Linked DNA regions of Bactrocera dorsalis: region 2 is linked to region 1. A link is a contact called in public Hi-C data. All regions are on one chromosome and are shown on one strand. Each heading gives the region's core, a stretch centred on a gene start, on an enhancer-like site or on the middle of the called end of the contact. The rest is flanking DNA. Distances are from core to core; before and after follow the strand shown.

Region 1 (5,889 bases), core at 482-2,981:
TTTTGTATATTTTCTAAAATATGCTTATTTACTTTTGAACTCATATTCTTGCGGAAAATGATTATTTTTTTAATGTTTCTTCCTCAAAAAATATGTTTTGATTCTATTGGTTGTCGTATTTCCATTAATTTTATTTGGGAAAGAGAACTCATCACCTTAGTCAGGGAACTAATTACAGTTTTTTTTATCAAAAAATATAACTTTGATTCTCTGAAAGCCATATTTTTAGGGAACTAAAATTTTTCTTAAGAAAAAAATAACACAAAAGACTTAAGACACGAACTTGCATGGACTACTTTTTTCTTTATATGTTTTTAAAACATTTGAATATTGAATTCAAAAAAATGTTCACTGTTTTTATTATTTTTGGGAATTCTTTTTTGAATTTATTAAAATTAATTAATTTTCCACTTTATTTGCAGCGAAGTTCGTTGCTTAAGTCTTTTGTGTCCCGCCTATAAAACCATGGCAAATGTGTCTGTTTAAGCCCAGAGCAGCACATACGCATAAAAAAAGAAGCCTAATAAAAAAAATTAAATTTATCTTCTTTTCGAATCTATATAATCTATATATCCAACCTACAACAACACTTCACAGAACAAAGAAACAAAAAAATCGAGTAAAAATCTGCGACTTACCTTCAGCAGCGTCAGCATCTTTATCAACATTATGTAATTTCTTCTCCTGCTGTTGTTGTAGTTGTAATTGTTGTTGGCCGAAATAGTAACGGCGATGATGGAAGCGCTTGCGCGAAAGCGGTGGTGTATTTGGCGCAGTTGTTTCTGCTGTTTCTGTTGTTGTTGTGGTCGGCTTCACCAGGAGATTCACTGGTTCCTCACTTGTCACATTGGCTGTCTGCGTATCCTCAATAACTGCCGACACTGTTGTTGCCGTTGCTGTTGTGGGCGATGTGCTGCGCTTGTCCACCAGCAAGGCAGTGGCTACCTCAGCTTTGCCCAGCGGCTCGGGCGTCTTGGGCGGCTGCACCGGTGCCGGTACGAGTGCTGGCGGCGAGGGCGTTGTGTGCGCTCTATAGCTACCATGTAGACCGAGTTGGTGCCGTGCTGGCGGCGTGTATGAACGTGTGGCAATGGACGATGTGTTCGGCTTGCCGTTGCCCACCGGTGGTGAAGGACTCAACGGTGGCACGAGGCGATCATCTTCGTTTTTGTCCTGCAACAGATTCTGTGATTCCAGCAGGCGTTGTTGCTGCTGGTGCAGCCGATTCTTGATGAGAAAAATTTTCGGCATTTTAACGGTTGTGTGTGTTCGTTTTGGGCAAAAAGTTTAAGTTTTTTTTATTAGCTTTAACTTTCTTTCTCTTTTCACTGGGTTTGGTATGTTGTAGTCATAGTCACTGCCAGCAAAACACTAATCCACGCTGTGTGTTTTTGCTGGAGCTGCAAGTGCCGCTATATTGGCGTGCACAGCTGTTGTTTGTGTTGGAAAATTCTTTTTGAAAATTTTTGGAATTTTTCAATGCGTTTACTTATGTGTAATTTTTGCAAAATTTAACTTTTTGTTGACTGCGCGTGTGCGCCATTTCGTACACTGCACAAAGTATTCGTTTTTGAATTTTTTTTATTTTTTGAAAAAATTTGTGTTTTGAAATTTTTTATTTTTTAAAAAATTATTTTTAACACAAAATTTTGTTTTTGGATTCAAAATTTATTTTTTTGTGGAAAATTTTTTTCTCAAAATTTCTTCTTCAAATTTTTTTTCTCAATTTTTTTTTCTTAAATTTTTTTAAATAAATTTTTTTTTGTTTTAAATTATTTTTTTTTCACCGAAATTTATGAACACACTTTTATTGTATTTCAGTTTTTTAAATTTTTTTTCAATATTTTTTGAACACAGTTCTAGTGTTAGATTTACTGTTCGGGCAGTTTTCCGTTTTGAGGACGAATATAAATTCGATATTCGTTTATTTAATTAATATTTGTTCACTTTTTTAAATTCTTTTGTTTTTTTATTAGTATTTCTGTTTTTCAATATTTTTTAAATTATATTTTAATAATTTTTTTTATCAAAAACTGTTTGAAAATTTTTTTCAATTTATTTTATACTTCTTTCTTTGCTAAGCTCGCGGCTAATAATCCTTTATTTTCTTATAAAAATTTCATATTTTTCACTTCTCACAAATATTCACTTCACTTGGACTATTTTCCGATTTTCAGCCTTTTGCTTAATGCCTTGCGCTTGTTTCTGTTTCCTTGCGTTGTTTTCTGGCAGTAGGAAATTTCAATGCTACACAAATGTATAGGCACTTATATGTGTGTATGTATGTATGTGTTTGCTTTTCAACTTAGAACTTCAAGAACAAGATCAAGTGATGATGATGCACTGTTAGTTTGATTATTGCAAAGCGACGAACGCGATTTGGAAGCGCTACACGCGTGTATCCTCAACGCTGGATCGTCTCTTACTGTATTCCAGCGGTACTCGCGCACAAGCAGTTAGTCCAAAGTCGGCCCGTTGTGCGGACGCTGTCGACGCTGTCGACGCCGTCAATCAGCAGCAGCGGTTCATCCAATACCCACACACACTCACACTCACTCGTAGACACACAGGTGTGTGAGTTTAGGCGCAAGTGTGTAGAAAGTGTAGCTCAACGCCGACAATGTCGGGCAACGGTGGCGCATCGGCACTTTTACACGGCCGCTCGATCGTTGGCGACCGTCGTCGTTACTTCGTCTTTTCAACGAACACTTATTTTATTATAAGAACTAAGCGGTTGTGCGTATGTGCGTGTGTGTGCCGTTGTTAGAAGTTCTTACTTTTGTCACTAATATATTTTTATGCTATGTTGTTGTCGTTGTTGTAAATGCAGAAAAACACCGTAAGCCGCAGTGTAACGTACGAGCAGCGTATGCGGTTAGAACTGAGCGCGACATTCGGCCGATCAGCGTTCTAAGCCAAACCAAGCGCTCTCTGCCAAGCCTCGTTTGCGTGCCCAAGTGGGTTGACGCAGCAGCAGCAGCAGCAGCGCCTGTGCGTGTATTGGTGCTGAGTGCAGGTGATCTTGGCTCAGGTAAGCCCACAACTTCCCGCTTGCAAGTGCTTGGGGTTGTTTGCTTGCTGCGGCCTCCTTGTGTGCTGCTCTCTGCTGTCGCGCTCTTTGTATTTGTTTGTATGTGTTGTTGTCTATGCGTGTGTGTTTGTGTTTAACGGTTTTAGCATTTTACCTGTCTTTACTGTTTCTTCTGATTGTCGCTGTGTGTTGCTGTTGTAGCGTCTCGGCACGCATACTCGCTCATTTCGCGCTGTCTCACCTGTTAGCCGCTTATTGGAGATTTTCCCAACTGGCGCTCTCTCATTCATTGTGTGTGTAGCGTGCTCGCGCTCTTGCGCTGCTCACTGTTGATTTCTTCGCATACAGTTACTCAGCTGAGCGCCCGCTCGGCTCTAGCTGTAATGGCCGGTAGCTCCAATGTACGGTTGTTGTTTTGTTGTTTGTGTTTGCTCTTCAACCACATGTTTTTGTCATACGCGTATAACTCTTCGTCGCGGCCCGTCTCGTCGCCGCGTAGTGCCGCTGGCTTCAGGTCTGCTTCGCATTTGTATGCTTGCTTAGTTTTTCTTTCGTAGTTTTGCTTTGGTTTCTTGATTTGCGGCTTTATTCCGACTTGAATTTGGCTTCGCCGGCCGTGCCGTCAGCCAGCGGTCGCGGCTTCATAGTTCAGAGTCAAGGTAGAGGTAATACTTGTATTACCTTTGTGCCAGGTTTTTTTTATTTTTGGTTTCTGCTGTTGTTGTTGTGCAGGTTGTACGTTAGTATTCAGCTTGTTGCTTGCTGCTCTTCTTCTTCTTCTTCAGCTTCGTTTTTAACCACTCCGCTGTGTGTCTCTATTATTGCCGGCAAGTTGGCGTTGCTGTGTTGTTGTGTTTTTCTGCATTTTCGTCGTTTTCGGCCGCGATGGTGTCTGAGCTGTTACTTCATACAGCACTTTTCGTCGTGTTGGTGTGTGTGTGTGTGTTGGCATATAACTCTTGCTTTAACGATGTTTTTCTTGTTATTGCTCTTGACTCTGAATTTTAGCCATTTGCGGTCTTTTTGGTGTTTAGATTGATTTTTATTTTTGTTTTTATTGTTGTTCTTCGAAATAGTTTCTTTTTTTGGCCTCTTGGCTTGTTGCATGTTTATCGCTGCAGTTCTTGGTGGTTTTTCGCTTTTGGCCAAATTTAAGGCAGGCAGCTCGTGGTTTCCCATACTCGTGTGTATGTATGTAACCGCAAGTTGTTGTTGTGCAATAAGGATTGGAAGAAAATTGGATGTTTGGTAGTCGCTGGCAGTTTTTGCTTTTGTTGAGCGCGATTGTATGTGTGTGTTTCCGTAGATAATAGGTTAGTTTTCTTCAAGTGAGTGCAGCGTGGTTTCGCTTTTCGATTTTGATTTAAGCAATGAAAGCTTCTTTGAGGAAGGAATGGTAACTAAATATATTGGTGGTTATATTATTCTTTCGCTGTTTTTAAGATTATGTATTTGCATTGTATATATTTTGTAGGGAGTTTACAGGGAGTTGAAACAAATAAAATGTTCTTTATTAAGTCTTCTACTGCAGCAGCTAAAACTTTTACATTTTCCTCGACGTATTAATACTCTTAGAGTCTCGTCTTACTTACTTATTTATCCCTTTAAGCCGCTTCTTCTTCTGACAATACTTTCATATATGAAAATAGTCTGTTTTTGTTGTCATCATCTTCCAAATCACTGAAGCACCTTCAGGTATAGTTCCAGATTCACCGAAAAGTAATCACATTCTCAGTGAACCTGGTTCCCAAAATTGTCTTCATTAAGACGCATTGTGGTCCATCATCTAACTTGCCATTTTTAAGTGGTTAGTGAGAGGCCTTTCATTTCCAATGAAAGCTTGATGTTTTTTTCTGCAACATTAATAATCTACCCACTATTCCTGAGGATCACTAAAGAGTTCGTGGCTATTATCCCTCAGCCTCAGCGAAAGCGAATTGAAATTTTACGATGCCCACGCTCCTTATATGAAAAGTATAGTGGCCTCTGCATCCACTTTTTTTGAAGATATGCAGTATTTAATAGAAAAGAAGTGGCTTTAAGATAAGTTTTGAAAGTACAACAACCAGAAGCAAAAAGTTCACTTAAAACTCTGCGAAAGCTGTTTAGTCCAGTTCAAGAAGTGTAATTTTTGCGAAATTGTGAAGAAAATTTTTAGTGCCCATACAACAGGAAGCTCTATGAAAGCTTTGTGAAAGCTCGTACTGAAAAAAAATTGTTTTCAAATGACTTTCCGATTTTTATCAGAAAACTTAGAGAAAGGTCTGACTAAAATAAAGAGAAACTCAAGTCATCGGTTTTTATAGGCTATTTTCGAATTTACCAGAAAGCAGTAAGTTCACTAAAAGCTTTATGAAAGCTGTTTAGTCCCGTTCAAGAAATGTAATCTTTAGAAAACTGGAGAGTTTTTATGAGGTTACGATTTCTTTTACTACAAATTGTTAGATGTAATGCAAGCAGGAAGCTCTATGAAAGCTTTGTGGAACTGAATTTACCGGCGATTTTGGTTGAATTCCGCTGTTTTGATGAAAGCTTTTACTAAAAGTCTAGAATATAAATTATAATTTTATTTCTAATACGAATGGCACAACTACGAGAAAATGGGAGTTTCAATGAAAGCCCTGAAAAAGCTCAGCAAAAGCTATTTAGCCCAGCTCAGGTAGTATAAATGTGTGGAATTGTAGAGTTCAAATGACTTTATGATTTTTTAACAGAAAGTTCTGTGAAAGCTTTGTCTCTGACTAAAATAAAATGTATCACCGATATTTTAGGACTAGTATGGGTAAATGTCGCTGTTTTAATAAATGCTTTTTGGATACAAAATACAATTTTATTTCTATTACGAATGACATAACTAC
Region 2 (6,128 bases), core at 215-2,714, 68 kb after region 1:
AGTTTTTTGTACATATCTCGGAAACTACTATAGCTATGTCAACCAAACTCTACAGGGTCGTTTCTTTCAGACATTTTCATATGCAGTTCAAAAATGGAAGAAATCGCATAATAACCACGCCCACCTCCCATACAAAGGTTATGTTGATAATCACTAAAAGTGCGTTAACCGGCTAACAAAAACGCCAGAAACACAAATGGCGGCAGGAAGCTGCACCCAGGCTTTTTTTAAAAATTGAAAATGGGCGTGGCGTCGCCCACTTATGGACCAAAAACCATATCTCAGGAACTACTCGACCGATTTCGGTTTACAACCACGCCTTCTTCCAATATAACGCTATTTTGAATTCCACCTGATGCCTTCTCTGTATAATATATACATTAGGAACCAATGATGATAGCGGAATAAAACTTTACAAAAATACGGTATTTGAGCTAAGGTATACCTTGTGAAAAAAAAAACCAAAGCGCTGGCTCCATTCTTAACACTTTTACGCACCGTTGGGTGTCAGTTGATGTTGACCGTCCTGAAAGTGGTTCACCATCAACGCGTTCTCGGCCCTCTTTAAATAATTTTTACCAATCAAAACCGAAGGCCTCTTCCAACATTCTGAATGTTTCTGCACCAGACATTTTATTCCTCACACAAAATTTAGTGAAACTTCTTTGTTAAATAATTTCACCCAACGAAAAAATCTCCGAATGCACTTTATATATATATACTATATATTTAACAGCCACCCTGTGCTTGTCTGTCATTAAAGGATAGGCCACTTTTGCTGGACACACAAAAAGAATATTGAGATATGAAATTTCTATAGAAATTATTGCTTTGAAGTACCTTTCCTACCTTCCACAGCTAATTGAAATAAATAAGCTCCTTACAAATAAAAGCACTTGAAGAAATAACACTAAAGAATGAATAAGAAATTAATTGGCGCACAAATACAAACACAACGCTATATGTACCATCTCCATATGTAAATATGCACTCACAAATTGCTCTCCCATCACCTCATACGCACATATACCACTACACGCCCTCCTACCACGCACCTTCTACCTTCTCGGACCAAGGAGAAAAAAAAAATTACCAAAAACCATTTCATAAGCGCCGTGGGCTGTTCAACGCGTATTTGTGCATTGTTGTTGCTGTTGTTATTTTAAATTACTTCACTTTTTTATGGCGTCTGCGTGCACATGTTTTGTAAATTCGCGAAATACCCAGTTAAATGGCAATAATATGAACAAGAACAGGAAAACAAGTCCACAGAAGGTATAACAGTAGAAAATAACAACAAAAACAACAACAACAATGTGTATATTATGACAGCAGTAGTACGTGTCTGTGGCGGCGTAAACGAAAATGAATTGATCACTTTTATTTATTTACCGTAATGTACACAGACGACGCACAAGCAGACAGACACGGCCAAATACATAAGTACACTTGCCTGTGTGTGCGGCTGTGTGGCTATAAAAAGCGCTCGATTGCCGCTATTTACATACAGACATTTGTACTTCAAGTGTGTTTGCTCACTTTGTTGGCCATAAAAATTTACACTCGCTCGCCGCCGTCAAAAGTGATCACTTATTACGTAAATGCCTGCATGTGTATATGTGTGCTTGGATGTGTGTGTATTTGTAGTGAGCAGGGCTCTTCGCTCTTGTGAGCGTCGGCGGTGGCGGCGCGTGAGTGGGTGGTGTTCACCGCTAACTGTTTTCAGCCAAGGCGAAGGTGAAGAGCGTTCTTTCTCCGCACTCTAGCGAGCAATTCGCGCTCGTACGTGTTGTTCTTTGTCGCCGACTGCCAGAAGAAAGCGTCTTTTTGTCATTTTTCGGCTGCCGAAATTCATATTGTACATGCAAATTTTATTAATGCTTGTTGTTGCTAGTATTGTTTTTGTTGAATTCTCAACTTCTGCGCCTTGCTCCTTCGCTCATTGCCCTTAAACTACGCATGCGCCTGCTTCTTCTTATTCTTCTTCTTCTTCCTCTGTTTTTTTCTTGTTGTCATTCAGCACTTTATTGTTTTTGTGTTGTTGTTTGTGGCTTGGGTGTATGCGATAAATAAAATTACAGTCAGTTTTCGGCTCCGACATTCTTTTGTGGGTGTGTTTTTCGCATTGGTCACCAAATCTGAGTCACATTCCACACTTTATGGTGATCAATTATGATTGCTGCTTTACTGTTATTGTTCTGGTGTAGTGTTTATCTCTTGCCACAAACAAAGAAATATTTTTTTTCGGCCGCCAACTGATTAATGAAGTTGTTAAATATTTGTTATACAAATTTTAATTGCGAAAAATGCTTAATAATGGTTTTGAATTGTAAGCCGCTGATGGCATGAGATTTGGAAACCTCAAAGTAAGGAGTCGCCTTTGAAGGCACTTAATGTGGATTGCAACGATAAAGGGATGTTATTTGCATTTTTGGTTGAAGTTACATATTTTTAACAAAATATTTTTATACTAAATAAATAAACAGTCTGAATGAATGAAAGCAAATGGATATTAACTCAGGTATCCATGCTTAGAATATTGATCAAGAATTAAGTGGTTCAGAACAAGTGTCAGAATAATTGCTTTCCTAAAGCCTTTCTATTAAAGTCCTGTGAATCTTCTCTCTACCGTGCGCTATGTTCAATCAATTATCAAAGGTTGATTATAATGCTATTTACAGCTTGTGAGAACATTTCATTCATCGTTCAGGCTGTTCTTTTAGACTTGTAGTACTCAGTGTGACAATGGTTTTTTCGGCAAGTACTACTTTATTAATACTCATTTTGGTTTTCCACTTCATAGGTAACAGACTTAATCTACTTACTTACTTAGTTACTGAATGGGTTCAAAAAGAGGTGACAATTTTCACAAGAAGATTTTGTTCAACGATGAAGCTCACTTTTGGTTGAATGGATACGTTAATCAAAAAAATTGTGGAACTTGGAGTGCTAATAATCATCCACAAGCTATCGTTGAAACGCCATTAAATCCTCATAAGGTCACGCCCCACATTTTTTCAAAATGGCAGTCAATGGGAGTCCATATAGAGCCGTGACTAACGACTTTTTTGTGCCTAAATGGAAGGCTGTTAATGTGGAAAACCTTCTGTGCCAATATGGGCCGGCGCCACATGCCTTACATCTACCAAAACAATCTATTTATTGATGGAAAAATTTCGTGATTGCTTTATCCCGCGCTAGCGAGCTAGAAATAGCGCGCCAGTCGATTATTCTTTTCACAATTTGGCGTCAATTTGAGATTCCAAGTGCAGCCACGTCCATTTCCAGCGGAATTCTACAACGGAGTGGAGGTCTTCTCTTTCTTTGAATATTTTCAGAGCTGTAGTACAGCCCATCGTTCCATCGAATGCGATATACGCCGCTGCCAATGCGCAAAGAACCATAAATTTTGCGCAGAATCTTTCTCTAGAAAACTCATAACGTCTACTCATCAGATGTTGTCATCGTACATGCCTCTGCACCATATAGCAGGACGGGAACAATGAGTGAATTATTGTTTTGTTCTTCGTGAGAGGTCTTTACAATTGTCTATTCAGTCCGAAGTAGTACTTGTTGGCATGAGTTATTCTGCGTTGGATTTCGAGGCTGACATTACTGTTAGACAAAATAGGCGAAATTATCTACAACTTCAAAGTTATGACGGTCAAGAGTAACGTGGGAGCAAAGTCGCGAGTGCGACGACTGTTTGTTTGATGACAATTTCGTCTTGTTGGGATTCACAGAAGGAAATTCGGTCCAAGTGATTGTTTTGCTACTGGGAAATGAAAAGTGCCTACATAAAGGTCGCGCTTGACAATTTCCATTAATTTCTTGATATTTTTGTTAATTGGTCTTCAGAAGCGGGGGTATATTTCATAATAAATTTTTGAAAGCGGAATCGACGAAACTAAAATCTGCTGATAATTAGATGTTGCAGTATTAGGCCCATACAGATTATTTAAAATTTTCGTCTGACACACATATCCGCCGTTTTCGAAGAACCTCTGTAACCAACATTGATATAATTGAAAGGTTCAAATCTAAAATGCTTAGAACAATCACCGGTGGGCCGTGGTACATGCATAATGAAAACATTTATAAAGATCTTGATATTCCTATGGTGAAGAAGGAGATAGAGGACAACATAATGAGATATATTTCTAAACTTCGCGAACATCCAAACCCAATGGCTAATGCCTTGGTAAATTCACATTCTTGAACTTCTTTAGTTTTTAAACAGATTTAAGATTTGAATACTTATTGTTAGGCTTTACCAAGCAGATCTAATAAATTAAGAAATATTGAAAAAAGTCTCGATTTTCTGTTTTCTTTCTTTGACGCCAAGCTCTCACAAAACTGTCTGAAATATTTTTTGAAGAAATTTTACCATAGACATGCCATACTTCTCCTTCGAGTTAATGTTAAAAGAATGTTTCGTAATACCAAAATCCAAAATGTCAATGAACTTAATAAAGCGTAAGCCCAAAGGGTGTGGAGTTCATGACCTTTGCTTAACTTACTAATTTATTACTCATCCTTAGCCAAAAAGTAACCCCGAAGAGACGACCGGATATATTAAACGCATCCCTTTCGTATGCAAACATGTAACTGGCAATTTGGCTGTCTGCGCCCACCAACCACATGGAGGCCCGACGCCCTAATGTACGCACCTTTGCACATGCCAAGCGGCGGCAAAGTTTTAATGACAGCCATTTAATTTCGATTTTGGCCATTTGGCAATCAGTTTTTACATATCCGACAAACAAACAACCGAAATTTCAGTGCCAACACGCCAAGCGAACGCCAAGCTGGCCTGCCAACTGCACAGCTTTCAGAATTTATGCGTTTACATACGCGCAGCTGCCACACGGCGTTTGATTACATGCTTTCAATAAGCACACATGCATACATGAAAAAAAGAACGCATATCTGCAGTGCAATTGCCTACAGTTGGCAATCTCGGTCGATCGGTGGCGCGCCAGTGGTGGACACGCGCCCAGCGCACAAATCAGGTTCGCTGCTTAAGTCTTTTGTACGGCCGACGTGCTCTTGCCACGAAGTGCTAACTCGCCAAACGCAAACCTAATAATTTTTGCCATTGTTTTTGTGATTGCCTCGTTCTTTTCTGGTTGTTTGCATTGCCACAGCAGGAAGCAGGAAAATGTAAATGCGGCATCTGCCGCTTGCCACTTGCCACAAATGGCATCGCGCACTTGTAAGCTGAAAGTGCATTTGATGATGCACCTTGTGCTGCAATTACGCCCCACAAACAATCAGTTGCACGTCGTCGCAAGTCGCGCAAATTACATAATAACGATAAGAGGCGACTTCGCTGTGTTGCTCTTCTTCTTCTTCTTACGTGCCACGCGGAAGAGAACAGCTTGCGCCTGCTGTAGCTTACAATTTGGTATCGAAGCCGAGTAATTGCCCTTATTTGCCGCAATGACATACGCAACTTTTTTGGGGTTCGCTGTTGTTGTATTTGGCCAAAATCTCTGACAGCGCATCCTCGCATCCTTCTGCTTTTGGGTTTGGTTAGCAGCTGCCGGCAAATGCTTTCTTTTTTGCTGTCGCTGTAAGCCCTCTGTAACGCCAGCTTGCCTTTGTGGCAGCTTAAGTAGAAATTATTGCAACACATTGCAATTGCGTGCAACAACAATCCCGCAGCTGAATCCTCAAGCTGATAAGCAATCATAAAGCACGATTTTCGGCTGCGTCATGCCGCATACTCCACACTCCATCAGCTAAAGTTATGTGAAAGTGCGTCGCTGTACGCCACTTGCCGCTAATTTGCCGCTGTGTAAACAGTCTGCGGCAGGGTTGGCATATTTGCTCAAATGCTCGCGCAAGTCGTGGCGCTGATAAGCCGAAATGACTCTTTTATCGCTCTTTTGGATGGCCTGTTCTCGTATGTTTGTTCAAGAATTTTTATTACACTGAGGGAAATGAAGGCATATGAGAGTTTAAAGGAAAGGAGAATGTCACATTTCATTTGTACATGCATCTAAAAACCACACTTTAAGAGTTTAATATGTATAATAATATTTAATTATGAACATTGGAAAAAATAATTAAAAAAAAAATTATAATTTCGGAATATTTTTTTAACTGTTGTAATCGAAAAAAAT

Evidence for each region. A called contact is a pair of places that touch in the nucleus more often than the background predicts.
Region 2: a contact with region 1 is called in a Hi-C map of whole body, with 9 times the contacts expected there. The contact joins the enhancer-like site here to the promoter of LOC105233616 in region 1. A contact is called at or near these places in 2 of 2 Hi-C or Micro-C datasets (both in whole body).

What each region holds. Positions count from the first base shown.
Region 1 is chr4:67,696,697-67,702,585 of ASM2337382v1, forward strand. LOC105233616 (transcriptional regulator ovo) reads right to left here and starts at 1,732. Exons shown (of 4, transcript XM_049454395.1): 1 at 639-1,732. The coding sequence starts at 1,251.
Region 2 is chr4:67,765,302-67,771,429 of ASM2337382v1, forward strand. No RefSeq gene overlaps it. Among protein-coding and RNA genes, the nearest start is that of LOC105233616, 70 kb to the left of the region's middle. Within about 2 kb of position 1,465, the one cell type or tissue checked has open chromatin away from gene starts, as enhancers often do.